Linked DNA regions of Oryctolagus cuniculus: region 2 is linked to region 1. The links are chromatin contacts, called in public Hi-C maps. All regions are on one chromosome and are shown on one strand. Each heading gives the region's core, a stretch centred on a gene start, on an enhancer-like site or on the middle of the called end of the contact. The rest is flanking DNA. Distances are from core to core; before and after follow the strand shown.

Region 1 (6,606 bases), core at 2,739-5,238:
GAAAACAGAGGCGTTCATGTGTAAATACAGGAAGGCGCACTCTTCGGGACCGTAGCAGGCTGCTGCCACCAGCCAGCTCCGGCTCTTTATCCAGAGTCCTAAGCGAACAAATTCCCCAAAGACTTGGCTGATTGACACGTTTTTAGTAAGAGTCTCTGTGCTCTCCTCTGAACTGCATAATGTTTTTGACAAAAAAAAAAAAAAAAAAGTGAATATTTAGGTTTTATATCTGTCAGAAAGCCCTGCTCAGCCTTGAATTGTCTCTGAGCAGACGTTTCAGCTTCAGGGCTTGACACGAGTGTGTCACGGTCAACTCGAGCTCAGTGATACGTTAACTTTCAGGTTTCTAGAAATGGAGAAACCTTTACATGCAACTTCTTTGGATATTAAACTTGATTATATAATTTTCTCCTCTATTGGAATGAAGATAACTGGTGTTTGCAGTACATTTTTATATGTCATATCATGTAAAACATCAGTAGGAAGAATTTGAATTAAACGAGTATCCTCCAACCTGATGGAAAATGAAATTTGCTTCTTTCCTAAAAGCATGAATAAATTGTCACCTCACCCATATTTGTAGAAGTTCGATGTGTTTCTTAAGTTCCACTGCCTTGTATAAAAGAAGCAGGATGTTGATGGAGACCTGGGTTGCGAGTTCACATTTTTCACTGGCCTGATAGAGTGTCTCAGCTTCGGCCTTTCAGAGGTACACCCTCCCCTGTGAATCTCAAGTCTCCGTAGTAGCAGCCTGAGAGCTCGCTGTCCAGGCAGGCTGTGGTGTGTAGCCCGGGCCCCGGTGTCAGCGTGCACTCACACGTGCCGGCTGTGGCACTGGTGCCCAGTGGCAGCAGCAAGGCAGCATCTCCTGAACACTCAGCCTGAGCTTTCAGCAGTGCTGCCTGTGTGCTAAGCTTGTCGTCTCTGGCCTTCTCATCAAATGATGAGAGCTACTTACTCATCCTGAACACATTCCTGTTTTGCTATTCAGGGTGGCTAAGTAGCAGCCAGAACTCTTGTATGAAGATTAATACTCTTAGGGGTTTCAAGCAACAAGCTCCCCCCTTCCCCAAATGTGAAGCCCTTTATTGCTTACGTGGTCTAGTTGGGTTAAAGGCAGTGAGGAGGGGCCGGTGCTGTGGCATAGTAGGCTAAGCCTCCGCCTGTAGCGCCAGCATCCAACATGGGTGCCAGTTCATGTCCTGGCTGCCCTCTTCTGATCCAGCTCTCTGCCGATGGCCTAGGAAAGCAGTGGAAGATGGCATAAGTGCCTGGGCCCCTGCATCCACATGGGAGACCTCAAGGAAGCTCCTGGCTCCTGGCTTCAGATCGGCTCAGCTCCGGCCATTGGCAGCCGTTTGGGGAGTGAACCAGCAGATGGAAGACCTTTCTGTCTCTCCCTCTCTCTCTCTAACTCTGCCTCTCAAATACATAAATAAATAAAATCTTACAAATAAAAAGGCAGTGAGGATAAAGTTTGTATTTTACAAAGTTTAGGGCACATGATGATGAAACAATTGGTCATTCCAATCTTCTGTCCCCCAGGGAGCACTCAGCAGTACCTGCACACATTTTTGTTTACTACAACTCGTGCGGAGAAGAGCGGTGACTGGCATCTGGCAAATACAGGCCAGGGATGCGGCCAGAGGCACAGGACAGCCCCTGGCAACAGAGAACCACCTGCTTCAAAATGTCAGCTGTGTCCAAGCTGAGAAACCGGCTCAAGGCCTCGGAGGAGGTGCTAGGGATTTCTCAGGACTACGTCAAGAGAACTACTTCTGGTAGCTGTAGGGCTGAAGTGCCTGCAAAGCAAACACAAGAATCTGATCCTGTTGAAGGCTGGATTGTATGTATCACTTGAGCTCAGTTTAGTTGGGTCTCCTAGGTGGAAATTAGGGTTCTGTTAGGAAACGGGGGAGGGGGTGGGCAGGGGGAAGGAGGAGCCTGAGCATTGGAATGGAGACGCAGGAAAGGATTTGGGTGGATTTGGGTGGCTCACGCACTTCAAACCCCGCTCAGCCTTTACGGAAGGGGCTGCGCTTGAAGATCCTAAGGGTAAGCCCTGTTCCCTCACAGGGAGAAAGTTTTCTTCATGCTGTCTTGCCTCACTGCTTCTTGGGATTGAAACTAAAGGCGGTGCTCGGCAAGTCTTAAGGCCCTGGGGGGGAAGAATTCCAAACATTGACAACTGATCAAGTAGAATCTTAGTGAATATGAGAGGAATGATTACATCAGACCAGAAAAAAACAGCTATGATTTTAAATCAAATTGAATTTGTTAATACAGGTACGTTCATTGGTTCTAGAATGAGCAGCTAGGATGCCTTCTCAGGCAAGAGGAAATGGTAGTAATGGTGGGCGGCAGGTGGAGTCTGGCTGTTTCCTAAGTCGGACCCACAGTTGTGGTGTGACAGATGAAGGAGACAGGAATGATTGCTGGATTTTTGACCAAGCACCTGGTGACAGGGGAAAGGCTGCAGGGGACTGAGGGGGCAGGTTTGGGAAAGATAGCAGAAGTTGAGATTTGGACTTGCTAGTCTAGACAGCCTAATACAGACTTGTCTAATCGAGACAGACCAAAATAGCAAGATTTGCTTGCTAGACAGTTTTAGACTTGCTAATTTTGAAATGTGCATTAAGCATAAAGTGGAGATGTCAAGTATGCAATTGAATCTGTGAGTCTACAGTTTGAGAAAAAGGTCGGCTCTGGAGATTTGTCTTCGGGATTGTCAGTATTCAGGGGGCAGGTATTCATGCAGGATGAGACCACCTAAGGAGTGAATGTGGAGTAAAGAAGACGACAAGGGCTGAGGCCTTGATTCCAACAACACTGAGAAATGGGGAGAAGAGGGAATTCACAAAAGACACAGAGCTGGAGCAACCAGTGAGATAGGAAGAAAGCCAACAGTGTGGCTGCCTGGGAGGCCTGTGAACATAGGGGATGGAGAGGAGAGCGGTGAGCCCTATAAATGTAGCTAAGCCTCGACGGAAGACAAGGACTGGAAACTGACCACTGGATTTAGCAGTGAGGCAGCCATAGTAGCCTTGTTAATGGGACTTTAGGCGGAGTGAAGAGGGAGCAAATCCAGATCGCAGGGATCTTATACAAGAAAATAGGAAAACAGCTGGTGGTCGTGGGCATGGGTAACACTTTCAGCAAGACCGTGCAGAAGGGGAGCAGAGAAATGGAAGTAGTAAGTTGTTAGTGTTGTGGAATCAAGAGAATTTGTTTTCTTATTGGAGGGAATCTTCCAGAAGGGATGAAACATTGAAGAAGTGGAGAAAAAAAGGATAAATGTGGGAACAATGTCCTTGGGTAAGAGTGGAATGCAGTCCACAAGTGGAGGAATTGGCTGTAGTGAGAGCATAAAGAATTTATCCACGATTAGTGATAGGGAGGAGGCATCTAGGCATTTATGCAATAATATAATTATATTCCTAAAATATTTTTCATTCTCATTTCATGCACTGAAAATAACAAAATTTATGAAAAAGTAGGGTCGGGACAGACCATTCCAGACCTATGCAGCTTTGCAACCTGAGCACTAAGAGAAACATCAATCTTAATTTTTTAAAAAAATGAGCACAGTTAAGAAGGCTATGTTATATTCCTGGTCATAGTCATCTACAACAGTAAACAGAGGACTTTGCCTTTCTAAGGACAGGACATCAGCGTTGCGACAGAACTGGGCACAAGAGGGTGGAAGAGGCTGAGTTTTGCAATAAGCACTTGCAAGGCAGAAGCTGTGGGCAAGCAGAGCCGAGAGGAGCATGCAGGGCTGGACATCAGGTCAAGTACGTCGTTCTGCAGCTCGCACATTCAGCTCCTTCCACGGGCGCCCTTTGCATTCGGCTGTGACACAAAACATTAACATGCTGAGGAGGAAAAGTCACTCAGGAACCAACCCAATTTCCATATGATAGAGACATCATCCCTCTCCTTGAGTTACTGCCCATGACGGAAAGCTGCCTTGTAGAACAGACTGGGAGTGGGAGCAGGTGCTGGAAGGTAGGCGGTGTGGTGGTGGTAGACTGTGGAAGTTCTCTCCTTACCGCTCCAATTTTCTCAGTGAAAAACCTACGCGCTGGTTTACCCAGTTCCTGAGTCTATAGTTGGAGTAGCTACCCCCAGGAACTGCAGAGTCCCCGCGTGGCTTTCTGACCCATGCAGGAAGCGTGTCGAATATTGGAAGGAACAAGGTCATATTCCATAGGCTCTCTCTTCCCCCTGAAGTACTCTATCTTTGCAGGAGCTGCAGATGTTAGTCCCACCAATCAAATTGGCACAGATGTTTGAGGGAACTCCGGCATCTGAAGCAGCAGCCAGTGTCACCCTCGGATTTGCTTCTGTAATCATTGTTAATGGAGGTCCGAAGAAGGGAGAGGTCTGCAGCCGGTCCAGCGCCCACGACAAGGTGCCCTGCATCAATGCCCTTATGACCCAGGGGATCTAAGGGTGCCCGGGGTGTCTGTGGCAAACCTGGATGCTGCGTGGAGCCTGCAGCCAGTCTCCACCGGGGAAGCACAGCTGCAACCTCTTAGCTTCTGGAGCAACGCCACGCTCTCTTGGCAAGAAATTATTTTCTTTTTGGAAAATAACTTCTGGCTTGCTACAGAGGCCCTGGCTACAGGACATTAGGTGATCATGTGATCTAACCACTGGGAGTGATCTGATCCATGACACCAAGGGTTCCACGGCCTGGCCCAGCAGCATGCCCCCGTCAGGGGGAAGCTGTATCTGCAAGCATTGAGCTGACCATCCCTGAGCTGCAGGTGCACTCAGTGCCTGAGCCTTGCAATGAGCCCCAGGCTCTCCCCCCTCCGCCCAACCACTCTGGTCTCACTGCGAGTTCCAGTGAGCAGGTCACCAAGGAGGAAGATGGCCACATCTGGCTGACAGATGACTGCAGGTTTCGCTGGCACGTGCTGAGGTTTAACTGCACTGGCATTGCAGCCGCACTCCGGGCGAGGACAGTGGGGAAAGGGATGCCTCCCAGGCGGTGGAACTTGGAGTAATCCGCACTGTACCTCTGCCTAGAGGGGAGGTGGCCATGGTGCTGTCTGTCTGGATGGGTGGTCAGGGACAGGAAAGAAGTTCTGGAGAAGAGGAGAGAGGCCTCTCAGAACAGGCCCAAACATACGGGATACTTGTGTCCCACTGGAGTGGTCCCTAGAGGCCCCACTGTGGAGCAGCTCTAGGTATGTGGGTGCCCGGGAGAGGCCAGTCTGCTTCCCAGCCACCCTCACGGTCAAGGCTGCCATGGCACTGCCACGGCTGATTCTTTTGCAGCAACGGTGACCAACGCTGAGATTCGCTATGACACTGCAGACAGGATGCAGGATTGCCCTGAGACCCCTCCCTTGTGGAGAGGGCGGTCAGCTGTCCTCAGGGAATAACCATTTATCCTGATTCTGGATTTTCCATGCCAGCACTAACCAAGTGGCCTTATTCCCTGTTACTTATTTGCAGCCACCAAAGAGCCGCATGAGTGAACAAAGCAGACCGAGGCTCATGGCCTTTCTCGTCTTCCACATAACCCATCGCCTGAAAGAGAAGACCTATGGTAGGCAGGAAGCCAGCAGGGAAGTGACTCCTGGAGAGGGTGAGGGGGTGGCCTAGCTGTGTGTGCTTTGAGCCAGTGACCAACAGATGGTGCTGTTTCTCATATAGTCAGAATACAGACTGAGAGCTAAAGCGAGAATGGTACCAGTTACATACCACACTTAAATACCCTATTAAAATGTTTGCATCTTGTCACTGGAGCACCTGGACTCCCTCCTGTAGAGGTCTCAATGCCTCTTGCTCCAGGTGTGGGCCCTCAGTGCTGTGGCTGCACTATTGCAGGAAGGGGCAGAACCTGTTCCACAGCTTCCCATGGGCTCCCCATCATCTCATGGAAAGATCTGTTAAACCACGACAAGTAACCACACCAGTGCCACCATCACCACCGGCACTGGCACCCCCAGCCAGTGAGCTACCATGATAAACGGGCCTTTTCAGTGGGGGAAATACACTTCTGGGTGCCAGGCAGGCTGGGTTTAGTTTACCCACTCTTTACAGGGATTTTCTGGAGAGTGAGTTTTGCTGTGCCTGGGAAATAAAGGTACCTAAGGACCTTTCAGGGATAGGGGACAAGCCAAAGACAGCTACGTGTTCTGTTGGTATCTGGACTTGAACACAGCCCCTCTTCCTAGGAAAAGGGGTGCTTCCAAATCCCTAGCCACTTATTCATGCACTCCACGGTGAGCAACAGGGTCTTTCATGAACCCCTACTCCTACCAAATAGCTCCCGAGAGGATTTCTTCTGTCAGCAGAAACCACAATGAACACATTGATTAGGAGGTAAGACTCTTGCCTGGTTATTTAGGATTCTTGAAGCACATGGGGAGTTAACTGTGCTGTCAATCTAGGTTTCCACCAAAACCAGAACTGAGATAAAGATTTCCATGCTGGTCATTTATGTGGGGCAGTGGGGAGACTGGAAGAGGTGAAAGAGGGGAAGAGGGAGAGGTAAGCCAAGGATGCATTGTTGAGCTGATCACCAGGGTGAGCAGCTGGGATCCCACCCTGCAGGGCTTCTCTGTAAAAGCTGTGCAGAAGGCACCC
Region 2 (6,606 bases), core at 2,953-5,452, 250 kb after region 1:
CCAGGAACTGGTAACTTAATCCAGGTATCCCCATTGGTGACAGGAACCTAACTACTTGCACCATCATCATTGCCTCCCAGGGGAGTATATTAATAAGAACTAGAATCAGGATCAGGAACTGGGTATTAAGCCCAGGTATTCAAATGCGGGACACAGGCATCTCTCTCTCTCTCTCTCTTTTTTTTTTTTTTTTTTTTTTTTGACAGGCAAAGCTAGTGAGAGAGAGAGAGAGACAGAGAGAAAGGTCTTCCTTCCCCCCGCCCCCCCCCCCCCCCCCCGTTGGTTCAATCCCCAAATGGCTGCTATGGCCAGCGCGCTGCGCCAATCCGGAGCCAGGAGCCAGGAGCCAGGTGCTTCCTCCTGGTCTCCCATGTGGGTGCAGGGCCCAAGCACCTGGGCCACAGCAGAGAGCTGGACTGGAAGAGGGGCAACCAGTGTCCCATCTGGGACTAGAACTCGGGGTATCAGCACCTCAGGCAGAGGATTAACCTAGTAAGCTGTGGCGCCGGCCTTGACACAGGCATCTTAACTAGCATCTTAACCACTAGGCTAAATGCTTGCTCTTATTTTTTAAAAGCATTAGCCTGTGTTAGTCAGGGTTCTCTAGAGAAACAAAACCACAAAACCAACAGGATGCAGATGTGGATAGATAGACAAATAGATATTTTAAGAAATTGGCTCACGCAATTCTGGAGGACTGGTGGGTCCACAATATGATGGGCCAAGCTAAAAGGCTGAGATTCAGAGACATGCAGAGCATAAAGGCAAAATTCCTTCCTATTCAAGAAAGGTCAGGACTTCAGCTGTTGAGGTGAGGCCCACCCCCGTTAAGGAAAGGAATATGATTCAAAGCTCGCTGATTTATTTATTTTTTTTTACAATCTTCTTTTTAAACTTTTATCTAATAAATATAAATTTCCAAAGTACAGCTTATGGATTACAATGGTTTTCCCCCCACCCATAACTTCCCTCCCACCCGCAACCCTCCCATCTCTCACTCCCTCTCCCATTCCATTCACATCAAGATTCATTTTCGATTATCTTTATATACAGAAGATCAATTTAGTATATATTAAGTAAAAGCTCACTGATTTAAATGTTAATTTTATTTAAAAAAAACTTCACAGAAACATTGAGAACAATATTTGACCAAATATATGGGCACTAGGTGACAGACAAGTTGACGTATAAAACTAACCAACACGTGGTTTATGACAGATTAGAAATTTATAAAACAAAGGATAAAGACCCCTCACAGGAGATAGTCTGAGAAACATTGTATAAGATAATTTTTAATAGTCCACCAAATAGTTGCCTTACTAAAAAAACACTCAGATTAAAAATGTTCATGTGATGAGGTAACAAGGAAAAATATCAGGAGCAATGTTCTGGCTAGTATGGGATGATGAGGACCTAATCATATTTTTTTTTTCTCCTGACAAATAGGTCAGGGTCATTGAAACCCACCATTAGGCACTGGACATAATTTGCAATGTTCTAATCTACAGTTTTCAAACTGTCACAATTCACAGCATCTTTGTGCCTCTGTAAGTTTTCCACAGAGCACCTAAGCCTAAAGAAATAATAGAAATTCCGTTTATCTAGTAGTTAAGGCCCAACAAATAAGCTGCTTGTTTGGGGGAAAAAAACACGTAAGTGGAAAGAAAAAAAAGCTTTTATTTCATTGTTCAATAATCACAGTCACTTATAAAAGTGTATATGCCAATTGAATACCAAACATCTCTTCAAATCTTGGAACCCATTCAGACACCAGCACCTTGACCTCTTATTTCACTCTGATTTTCTCTTGGTACTTGCACTGTTTAACAACAACTGCAAAAACTCAGCTTCCCCGGGTCACACAGCAGACTCATAGAATGGCAGATGTCGTAAACAGCACTCTGGCCTCAGAAGCAGCCCTTAAGGCATTGAGATCTGACTGAAGATCCCATGAGAGTATTTTAGGCATGGAAAACCAAGACACTCTGGCAAAAAAAAAATTTATATATATATATATATATATATATATATATATATGAAAGATCTCTGCGAGTGAGATCCCAGTGAAAAGAACGGGCCATCAAAGAAGGAGGTACGTTTCTCTGAAGGGAGGAGAGAACTTCCACTTGGACTATGACCTTGTTTAGAGTCAGCGAATTCAAAAGGCTTCCATAGCCTTGGCAACTCATGACAAGAGCTAGGGTGATTACTGATGCCATAAACAAGAGTGTCAATTTGTTAAGTCAACAACAGGAGTCACTGTGCACTTACTCCTCATATAGGATCTCTGTCCTTAATGTGTTGTACAATGTGAATTAGTGCTATAACTACTACTCAAACGGTACTTTACACTTTGTGTTTCTGTGTGGGTGCAAACTGTTGAAATCTTTACTTAATATATACTAAATTGATCTTCTGTATATAAAGATGATTGAAAATGAATCTTGATGTGAATGGAATGGGAGAGGGAGCGGGAGAAGGAAGGGTTGCAGGTGGGAGGGAAGTTATGGGGGGGGCACTGTAATCCATAAGCTGTATTTGGAAATTTATATTTGTTAAATAAAAGTTAAAAAAAAAAAAACTCAGCTTCCCAAAGATAAACCACCTTTGAAACAAATTTAGCACAATCTAATGTTGAAACTGTGAACCACCCTGAGCTAGTAGTTTACTCCGTATCCAACAGAGACCAAGTGTCACTGTGTTTCCTGGGACCTTTAAAATGTGCATAGCACCCCCAAGAGTTTGTTGTGGTGTCCTGGTCTCCTTGCACATAGTATGGGAACCCTGGCTCTATTATTTTCCATTTTTACTTCAGTTCTGTCATTTGCAAAACACAAGCATCTACTTTAAGTGTCTAATAACTACATCAGTGAAACCTGAGGTTAAACAGAATACAGCATTTACTGTCATGTTTTGACTCTGTCCTTCCACTGCTAGAGCTCAAAACACTGTAAAGTCCCTTCGTGTTCTGCTTCTTCCTCTGCGGTGAACACAGTAGAAAACTAGGTGTCCCCCAATGGCCATGCTTTTCAGATACATGCCTAAGAGAGCATAACAAAATCTTCTGCTCTGTTATATATTTAGGTAAGAATACAATTCCTAACTGTATTATTTTTAAATGAATATGAAGATTGAGGCTGAAGGCAATATAAAAATTAGGTATAATTTGGTACTTTTCTCACTAATTGATAACTATTTCAATCACATCTTAATCAAATTCTGATTTTTCTAAACAATTATATTTATTTCACTCACTCTAAATTCCTGTAATTGTAGTCATAATTCCTTTGGATTGTATAAGTGACTCTGACACCAGTTTGGCTGGTATGAATAGTTGGAGAGATGACTGCCTTCTGTTCCTGTTTCTAGATTTTTCCTGGTTCATTCTTCCTAGGCAGTAGAAAGAAGGAGGGGGGCAGGAGAGCGAGCTCTTCTGTCTCCTGTAAGATTGATTATTCCTCACAAGAAACGCTGTGGCTTCATGCGCTCGAGGACAGGTATTGGACGTCTGATTGCAGCAGGGCAGTGCCCTCCCCACTGGTCCCCTTTCCAACCAGGCTGATGATGAACCTCTCTCCTCTGGCTCGCTGGGGCTTTGCTAGAAATCTGATGTCAACAAATACACTAGATTTTTGTGCTTTAATCTGTTTAGCATTTTGAAAGTGTTGCAAGAGTTAGGTACATTATTCATTCAACAATAGCTATGTTCCAATTACCTGCAGGGGATTAGCTGGATACCTGTTTGGAGAAGGTATCCCAGAAAGCACCTCACTGTATTTAGACTCCACTGGCACACAGCCCTCAGCGGGGAAGGCTGATATGATAGATGGTGTTCAGTAAAAATTAAAAGCCCAGGAAAAGGCAAGTCCCTAGGCCAGAACAAAGCAGTCGAGTGATGGTTCCTTCTGGGAATAGGGGTGGAGGTCTTCTCTTTATCTGTTCCTGGGGATACAAGTGAAGTTTTTGTGCTTCTTTGCTTTTGTTGAGCTAATTTCAGGAGTGGTAAATTAAGGGTCTCTCCAACTGAGAGCTGACAGGGGACGACAAAACAAAAGAAGCCGAACCAGATTCCTAAATGTTCCTTGCATTGCAAAACAGGAGGGAATTTTCACAAGCAATGAGAGACCAGCCCACCCCCACACCTCCCCTAGACAAGGTTTCTGCCTTCCTGACTCATCGGGTTTCTTTCCGAAAGCCTGGTGAGAGGGATTATGAAGCAGGCAAAGGAGCCAGCCTTTTCTGGCAACACTGGGCATTTTGATTTCAGATGCTGCAAAACTTCGAGAACAGATCGGCATGATAGTGTTCTAGGCTGGCGTCCAGCAGCAGCTCTGCTACAGATGAGGCAGATCAGATGGCTGATGCTGTCAGCAGGAGAGCCGAGGACTTTCCTGGGGCTATACCTCTCCGGAAGTTTGAGGATGCTGGGACAGGTTTGCCAACTGAAACGTGCAAATGTCACCAGCCGGGAGTGGCAGATGCCAAGAGGCGTCTGAAAACAGAGCTCCATCTGGCCATGGGTTAGGCTTCCTGGGACTCTGATTAGAGGAGTTTGAAACAAAGTGGCGGAAGCACTGGCTTAGTTTTTCACATATTGTTATAGTCTCTGGGTCATTTCCTGCCTTTGGAATTTATTTCCTTTCCAGGTTCAGCAAAACTGGGTGAATGACAAGAAAGAGGTTGGGGTGTGTCTCTGCTTCCGGCAGGTGGAGGGGTAGCTCTGTGGCTGTGGACTTCGGTCTTGGCAGTGTTGCCTATTCCCACACCCCTGTTTGCTTAAACTGAGCCCGGTTAGGGGGCAGCCTCAGAAATGGAACAATAAATTAGGGAAGGGAGCCATCTCCAGTTGAGTCGGATGAATCCTCTTATTCCCAGAAAACAGAAAGGCAAAGAATTGATTGGGAGGAACAAGAACGATGGTTTATCAAGGGAGGCTCTTTCCCACCAGCACCCCCTTCAGGGAGGCAGGCCACCTTGCAGGCAGGAGGCTAAGGGCAGCTCTGGACCTACATGGCCTTGCGGCCCCCATCTCCAGGAATGGGCCAGCAGGCCCGTCAGCTACACAGAACTGTGACATATACTATGCAGCAATGGCCTGCTTGGTCATATTTTGCTGGTATTTATTTCCCACTTTGTTCCAACAGGGATTTTAAATAGCAATAACTGGCTACCTAGGAGCATTTTTAGGTTTATTTTGGGCCTTTTGAAGCTGACACAAATCCTCATTGTGAGATCTTTCTGCAGCCCCTAGCATGCCCTGCATGCTCACTACAGTTCTGCAGTGCAGAGACCCTCAGAAGCCAAGGAGGACCCTCTTTCCCTGAGAGCTGCAGGAGCCAATTAAAATCAAATGCTGAGGGGCCGTTGTTGTGGCACAAAGAGTTAAGCTGATGCTTGCAATGCTGCACCACATATCAGAGTGCCAGTTCAAGTCCCAGCTGCACCACTTCTGACCCAGCTCCCTGCTAATGGTCTGGAAAAAGCAACTGAAGATGGCCCAAGTTCTTTGGCTCTGCCACCCATATTGGAGAATTAGAAGAAGTTCCTGATTTGGGCCCGGCCCAGCCCTGGCCATTCTGGCTATTTCAAGAGTGAACCAGCAGATGTAAGATCTTTCTGTCTCTCTCCTTTCTCTCTATAGCTCTACCTTTCAAATAAAAAAATAAATCTTACACACACACACACACACACACACACACACATAAATGCTATGCTTGCTGCCCCATCAGTTCTCTGCAGTTTTCTCTCTAGATTGTGATCTATCATTATAAGAGCCTCCTGAAAAGCCAGCTCAAACAGCCCTTGTCGTGTCGGGAAGAACGTTGTGGGGCCTATTCATATTGCCTGAGTCTTTCTCTCAAGTCCAGGATGTCAGAGTTCATAGAGTAAGGGGCAACTTTTGGCCCAGCCCTCAGTGTAAACATAACTAACACAGCAGCAACTGTACCAGCCAAGACACAGGAAGTCACAATTGATGACTAGCCTTTCTCCTGGTATCCCCTGGCTCCCAAAAGGAAGGACGAAAGCTTCCTCTCATCAGTTTCAACGGACTCTGCCCAAGGCTGTAGATCCACCACCACTGGAGGCTGGCAGAGAGGGGCAGCTGCCTTGGATTAGCACTGTGGCTCAGGAATCACTCTAGCTGATCTTTCCCAAACACACTATCTCTCTTTTTTAAGTTTTATTTATTTATTTGAATTACACAAATAGAGAAGGAGAGGTCTTCTTAATTGGCCACAACAGCTGGAGCTTCGCCGATTCGAAGCCAGGAGCTTCCTCTGGGTCTTCCCATGCAGGTGCAGGGGCCCAAGGACTTGAGCCATCTATCACTGCTTTCCCAGGCCATAAGAGAGAGCTGGATTGGAAGTGGAGCAGCCAGGATGCAAACCGGCGCCCATATGGGATGCTGACACTGTAGGCAGCAGCTTTATCTGCTATGCCACAGTGCTGGCCCTCCCACACTAACTCATCAGATGCTTCCAGAAAAGGGCATCCTGTGACCTTCACAGCCCTGGTTCCTGGAAACATTTAGAATGTTCTAGCAAAAGATTGTGATTAGTTAAACTAAAGGTGGCTCTAGAAATAGTAGGGTCAGGAACACCTGTA

Evidence for each region. Hi-C and Micro-C count contacts between places; a contact is called where the count stands out from the background.
Region 2: a contact with region 1 is called in a Hi-C map of an unstated tissue, with 2.3 times the contacts expected there. The contact joins two enhancer-like sites. A contact is called at or near these places in 2 of 6 Hi-C or Micro-C datasets (ear pinna and an unstated tissue).

What each region holds. Positions count from the first base shown.
Region 1 is chr2:163,059,578-163,066,183 of mOryCun1.1, forward strand. THUMPD2 (THUMP domain containing 2) reads left to right here. Exons shown (of 11, transcript XM_008254483.4): 11 at 1-576. The coding sequence ends at 55. Among named protein-coding and RNA genes, the nearest start is that of THUMPD2, 41 kb to the left of the region's middle. Within about 2 kb of position 3,989, at least 2 of the 8 cell types and tissues checked have an H3K27ac peak or open chromatin away from gene starts, as enhancers often do.
Region 2 is chr2:163,307,274-163,313,879 of mOryCun1.1, forward strand. The region is part of intron 5 of LOC103347699 (a long non-coding RNA gene); the gene reads right to left. Among named protein-coding and RNA genes, the nearest start is that of MAP4K3, 100 kb to the right of the region's middle. Within about 2 kb of position 4,203, at least 3 of the 8 cell types and tissues checked have an H3K27ac peak or open chromatin away from gene starts, as enhancers often do.